Regions from separate parts of the Sus scrofa genome. Here region 2 is linked to region 1. A link is a contact called in public Hi-C data. All regions are on one chromosome and are shown on one strand. The core of a region is the stretch at or near the end of the contact, and the rest is flanking DNA. Distances in the headings are between cores, read along the strand shown.

Region 1 (3,240 bases), core at 522-3,021:
CGGTTAACGAACCCGACTAGCATCCATGAGGACGGGGGTTCGATCCCTGGCTTTGCTTAGCGGGTTAAGGATCCGGCGTTGCCCTGAGCTGTGGTGTAGGTCGCAGACACTGCTCGGATCCCTCGTTGCTGTGGCTGTGGTGAAGGCCGACGGCTACAGCTCCCATTTGACCCCTATCCTGGGAGCCTCCATGTACTGCGTGTGCAGCCCTAAAAAGACAAGGGGTTCCCGTCCGGGCTCAGTGGTTAACGAATACGACCAGGAACCATGAGGTTGTGGGTTCGATCCCTGGCCTTGTTCAGTGGGTTAAGGATCCGGTGTTGCCGTGAGCTGTGGTGTGGGCCGCAGATGCAGCTTGGATCCCGCGTTGCTGTGGCTCTGGCGTAGGCCGGCAGCTGCAGCTCCAATTCGACCCCTAGTGGGAACCTCCATATGCAGCAGGATCGGCCCAAGAAATGGAAAAAAATAAATAAATAAAAAATAAAATAAAATAAAAAAGACAAATGAAACGAGTGTGCAATTTGGAATTCCGGGTGTGGTTTAGCAGGCTAAGAACCCGACACTGTCCGTGAGGATGCAGACTTGATCCCTGGCCTCCCTCAGTGGGTTAAGGATACAGCGTTGTCCCAAGCTGAGTTGTAGGTCACAGATGATGTGTGGAGGATCGGTGTGGATGTTGCATGGGCTGGCAGCTGCAGCTCCAATTTGACGTGCATATGGAACTTCCATATGCTGCAGGTGCAGCAGAAAAAAAATAAATACATAAGTTAGTCTGCTTGAATATCAATGGAGGTACATATACAGTCCAAAACCAAAGAGATAATGAACTTAACCACCAGCCACCAAGTGTTCTGCCCCCACCATTGACGTGCTTTCAGTGCACTCACTTTCTGTTTTTGTTTTTGTCCTTGTTGTTGGCCAGCTCTGGCATATGGAAGTTCCCAGGCCATAAATGGAACCCCCTACACATTAGCGACCAGAGCAGCTGTGGTAACAATGCCAGATCCTTAACCCACTGAGCCACAAGGGAGCTCCAGATCAGTGCACTTTCTAGAGTTTATCTAAATGGAAACACAGAACCAGTCTTTTTACCCCTGGCCTCGTTCACTCGCATATTTATTTTGAGATTCATCCACGCTGTTGAATGTGTAACAGCTCGTTATTTTTGACTGCTCAGCGATATTCCATCGTGTGGATGTATCAATCCATCCCTGTTCTAATCTTTTGTCTCTTTTTAAAGAGGATTCAAAAATGACACAGGCTCAGACCCCTGAAAAGCTCTAGATCCTCTCACGGAGAGAGTTAAGACGTCAGACCAGTGGGCGCTGGGTGGGCTGGAAGGGGGCATCCCCGCCACCGGTGGCGAAGGGGCCGAGGGGCCCGGTGCGGGCAGGGGGGTGGGCTGAGCAACGGGGGCGCCGCAGTTTGCCCTTCCGGGCACTGGCCTCCTCACGACCTCGCAGATCACGAGTAAGATGAGACGATCACGCAGCTGATGATGGAGTTTTCGCAGCATCTCATCACGGGAAAAAAAGACGAGAAGGCTCCACACAAATCACGGAGTGCTGTGATGGGTGCTTTGTATTTTTCTGAATTTTCTGGTGCATCAGCAGTAAGCCTAAATCCTGCTTTCTTATTGATAACGTCACAAAAAAGGCAAGGCCCCGCCGGGGGAATGGAAGTCGCGCACGTCCCATTCCCAGCACCACTCCACCAGCCCAGCTCACGCCTGGAACTCCGCGCGTGGTGACGCTCGGCCCGGTCGGCCGGTTCCCCGCCGACGTCAGGGTGCGGAGCCGGAAGTCGAGCGACGGGTGGCGCGGAGTTCTGCCTGCTGGAGGGCTGCCGTTGGAGCCGTTGAGGCGGAGGCGGCGCAGCTCCGCGCACAGAGCTCCAGATGGAATCGGCGCCGGGGCCCGGACCCGGCCTCTGCTACAAGCCGGGCGGGCGGCTGGACATGAGCCACGGCTTCGTCCACCACATTCGACGGAACCAGCTCGCCCGGTACCTCCCCGCCCCGCGCCACCGGCGCCACCCCTGGCCTGGCCTGGCCCGGCCGTCCCTGACTCCCGCTCGGCTCCCCGCAGGGACGACTACGACAAGAAGGTAAAGCAGGCGGCCAAGGAGAAGGTGAGGAGGCGGCACACGCCCGCGCCCACTCGGCCCCGCAAGCCGGACCTGCAGGTGTATCTGCCGCGACACCGAGGTGAGGCCGCCTGCCTCTAGCCCTCTGCCTGAACGCACTCTTCCTTTCTATATGGCAAAAAACAAACAACGAAAAAAAGAAACACACTCCTTAACCCCCAAGGCTCAGTTCATCTCGTCCCTTCCCGGAACTTCCGCCTCGACGCTCTCCAGCTGCCTCTCAGTGGTTCTCCCGGCAGAACAGGGACCCTCAAGACTAGTTAAGCAACACTATTACTGGACATACCTGGGAAGCGGCAGGAAGTTGTCTGCTGGTTTGCCCCCACTATACTGAATTCTCATATTCCCACCATCTAACAGAAAAAAAAAGGTTTGGCACTGTTCTAGACGACCAGGACATACCTGTGACATGAAGCCCAAACCCAGTTAATGACCTTCCCCCTAGCTTCCCACCCCCAGTTTCTCTGCCCTCTAGAGAGAGTTAAACCTACACCGCTAAATTTGTCGAGCCATCCTTAAAGTGTTTTTAGGTGTTAGGTACATCAATTCGTTTAGTTTCAAGAGGATCTCATAAAATGGGAATTTTCACGGGTTTCACAGTCAGGAAAACAGGTACAAACAAAGAGATTGAGTAACTTGCCTGAGATCTCTGAGAAGTAAATGGTAGAGCCTGGCCTGAACCCAGACAGATCCCTATCCACTTCTCTACTATTCTCCAATACTGTAGACAAAATGTGCATTCATGTACCTATTCGGAGATGGCTCTCTTCTGGTCCTGGGGCAGGGATAAAGGTGAATAAAACTGATGGGTGCCATGTTGTGCATACACACACACACATACACATTCTTGGTCCATGAGAAGATTGAGGTTTTGTTGTGTTTAGGGCTACACATGCGGCATATGGAAGTTCCCAGGCTAGGGGTCAGATCGGAGCTGTACCCACTGCCCTACACCACAGCTACAGCACACTGGATCCTAGCCACGTCTTGGACCTACACCAGAGCTCATGGCACTGATCCGAAACCACTAAGCAGGGCCAGGAATCAAACCTGCATCCTTAAGGATCCTATTCAGATTCGTCTCCACTGAGCCAT
Region 2 (3,240 bases), core at 483-2,982, 46 kb after region 1:
TAAAAGAGAAGGAGAGAGAGAGATTGATTCTGCATTTGGAAGAGCTGTATAACTCAGTGAACCAATGTTTTCCAAATGACCGTATGTATGATTTTACAAATTCATGCATGACTAAAGGGTCTATTCAAAGTGCAAGACATACCAATGATTTTAATGTAACAGAGCAAAAAGTTTATTATTGACTTCTGATTTCACATCTGACTAACCTTTTAAAAGCCATTTATAAGTTTAGGTGGGGCATCACACCTTCATTGTGGTATCCACAATCATCTAAACAGGCTATTAAAATGCTTTTCTTGGGGAGGCAGAACTGTGCTGGCAGCATGCAGAAGTTCCCAGGCCAGGGATCAAAGCTGTTTCACCACAGCAACCTGAGCCACAGGAGTGAAAACACCAGATCCTTAACCTGATGGGCCACCAGGGAATTCCTAGAATGCTTTTTTCCAACTAAATATCTATGGGGCCAGATTTCCTTCACATACTTAAATCAATGCCATTTCAGAACAGATGGAATATAGAAGCAGATATGAGAATCCAGCTCTCTTCAATTAAGCCAGATATTAATGAGATTTGCATGTAAAACAATATACTGCTCTCATGTAACTTTTTTTTGTGTGGAAAACATACTTTTTAATAAAAATGTTATGTAGACATGTAAAGAGTTTATTACTTTTTTCTATTAGTGAATCAACACTTTTATACATTTCTCAGTGTAAATTTCCAATATACTAAAAACAGAAAAACGTAACTCATATAAATAAAAGTTCTGGAGTTCCCATAATGGCACAGCGGAAACAAATCCAACTAGGAACCATGAGTTTGTGGGTTCGATCCCTGGCCTCGCTCAGTGGGTTAAGGATCCAGCACTGCCGTGAGCTGTGGTGTAGGTTGCAGATGAGGCTTGGATCTGGTGTTGCTGTGGTTCTGGCGTAAGCTGGCAGCTGTAGCTCGGATTAGACCCCTAGCCTGGGAACCTCCATATGCCACAGGTGCGGCCCTAAAAAGAACACATAAATAAATAAAAGTTCTTTTAGGGTTCTCGATAATGTGTGTAGCGCGGTGTAAAGGGGTTCTGAGAATAAGAATGTGAGAACACATGCTCTAAGATGCCTATGTCTGATCCTGCTGGCCAATCCCAGTGCAGAGAATTTGATGTTACAATGCTATTCAGACTCACCTAAGAATTTTCCTGATAGACCACACTCTAGTCACTGCCCCTACTCTGCATTCCCTCTGCGGTTATTTTTTTCGGTTCTCCCTGCTGTTTTCAAACCTCTGGTTCTTGGCAGGTACCAGAAAGACACATAAAGAAACTCGCACAGTCTCTACGCCGGGGCAGTTCTTCCAGGTGTGTCCTCACCTCGGCAGTGAACCTCTCTGGAAAGTCTGGCATTTGTGCCCACACTGCTCACATCAGGGAGCATCGAAGGGACACTACAGTAACGTGGAGAGGTCTACTGGGGTCCCGGGAGGGCCCCAGCGAAGTTGCAGGCATTTCGAGTCTAGGTTGAAAGAGAAAAGAGGGCTCCGGAGGCCTCTAGCGAAAGACTGGTCGTTCTGTAGAACTGAGGCGGATTCAGCTGCGTCTCCGTACCTCCTCCGTCACCCGGTAAAGTGAGGCCAGACCACGTCTCTTCGCGGCCTCGTCGCCCCGCCCCAAGGCCATTTGCTCCGCCCTCTGCCGCCAAGCGAGGGACCCGGTGCGGTAGACTAGGGCCCTTCACGACAGTCCGGGCGCTTTCCGGCTCGCCTCGCAGGTGCTGATGTGTCGGGGAGGCGGGGCTTGGGGGAGCCAGTCCCTGCGACGCTCCCTGCTCCGACGTGCAGCTGTGGTGGATCTAGCTCCCCGAGGCCATGGGGGTGTCTGCTCGGTCCGCGCGGGCCCAGCCCCACTCTGGTAGGCTCAGAACCCCGCCTTGTGGCTGTTAGAGAGGGGCGCTGGTTTCAGAGGGATGGAAGCGGGAACACTGCCCTGTGGAACCCGGGGAAGACTTGGTTGGGAATAGGCTTGTAGAGATGTTGCAGTCTTTGGCTTTGGGGTGGCTATGATATTCGGGGTGCTTTGCGGTTAGGAGGATATAGTCTGAAAAAGATTCTGGGGCATTGGGGGATCCTGGAGGAGGGGCTGCACTGCAGGGATGTTTCGGTTAGCCAGAGATCAGTGGGAGAACCCAGGTTGGCAGGAGCCTGGGACTGTGATATCTGGAGAAGCCTGTTTTAAAGCATCACCACCCAAACGCGCATTTCTCTCTCCACCTATTGGTTGCAGATAAAGTACAGAAAGACAAGTCTGGACAGACCTCAGGGCCCCCTCAGAGCAGCCGAATGGGGAAACTCTTGGGTTTTGAGTGGACAGATGTGTCCAGCTGGGGGAGACTGGTGACCCTGCTGAATAGACCAACGGATCCTGCAAGCCTGGCAGTCTTCCGTTTTCTCTTTGGTAAGTCCACTTTGGGGAGGGGCAGTGTGGTTGGGGGTGGGAGAATGACAATTGTCCCTTGTCCTTTTCTTGGCTACTTACCTGCTTAGTAGACTTACCTTGCTTTTCCTAAGACCAGAAGTTACTGATAATCTGTGAGAGGTCTTTGTGAACTTTAGGATCGAACCCAGGTTTGTCTCTTCCCATTAGGGTTTGGAGGCCAGAAATGCTTTGATCTGAGGCTATAGGAAATACAGAGTCAGAGGAACAGGAACCCGTATTATCTGTGGCATGAAGTTGCCCAGTAACTGCTTCAGAGAAATGGCAGGGGTGACAGGGCAGACATTCTGGCTATGGCTCTCTAATCCAGAGTCTAACTCATAGACCACAGCACATATGCTTGGAATGGGTGACAGATACAGTGACATTACTTCCTTTAGCCCAGTGGTTCTCAACTGGGAGCGATTTTGCTCTCCTAGGGATATTTGGCAATGTCTGTAGACATTTGTATTTGTCACAGCCTGGGATGGGGGACAAGGGGAATTGTTGGCTACTGGCGTCTACATAAAGCCAGGGATGCTGCCGAATGACCTAGGATCCACAGGATAGGCCTCCCAGCAAATAATTAACCAGCCCAAACTGTGAATAGTCCTGGGGTTGAGAAATCCTGCCTTAATGGAGCTGGCTTCCTAACCCAAATGTGCTGGTCAGATACTGCCAAGGGCTCCAGGAAGAGAAAGAGGTTGAGGAGCACCACCCCAGAACCCATTCTCTCTCTTTTTTTTTTTCTGATAGGCAAGAAATTGATTTATTAAGATAGG

The links. A called contact is a pair of places that touch in the nucleus more often than the background predicts.
Region 2: a Hi-C map of alveolar macrophages shows a contact between it and region 1, with 1.9 times the contacts expected there. The contact joins the promoter of GGCX here to the promoter of C3H2orf68 in region 1. A contact is called at or near these places in 2 of 5 promoter capture datasets (fetal liver and liver), 17 of 47 Hi-C or Micro-C datasets (adipose tissue, alveolar macrophages, blood and 10 more) and 2 of 2 datasets of contacts at active chromatin or transcription factors (alveolar macrophages and skeletal muscle).

The regions. Positions count from the first base shown.
Region 1 is chr3:59,154,884-59,158,123 of Sscrofa11.1, forward strand. C3H2orf68 (UPF0561 protein C2orf68 homolog) reads left to right here and starts at 1,772. Exons shown (of 4, transcript XM_003354742.4): 1 at 1,772-2,004; 2 at 2,088-2,206. The coding sequence starts at 1,898. It overlaps USP39 (U4/U6.U5 tri-snRNP-associated protein 2), which reads right to left and starts at 1,714. Exons shown (of 13, transcript XM_013987875.2): 1 at 1-1,714.
Region 2 is chr3:59,200,631-59,203,870 of Sscrofa11.1, forward strand. GGCX (vitamin K-dependent gamma-carboxylase) reads left to right here and starts at 1,733. Exons shown (of 15, transcript XM_003354744.4): 1 at 1,733-1,897; 2 at 2,270-2,440. The coding sequence starts at 1,855.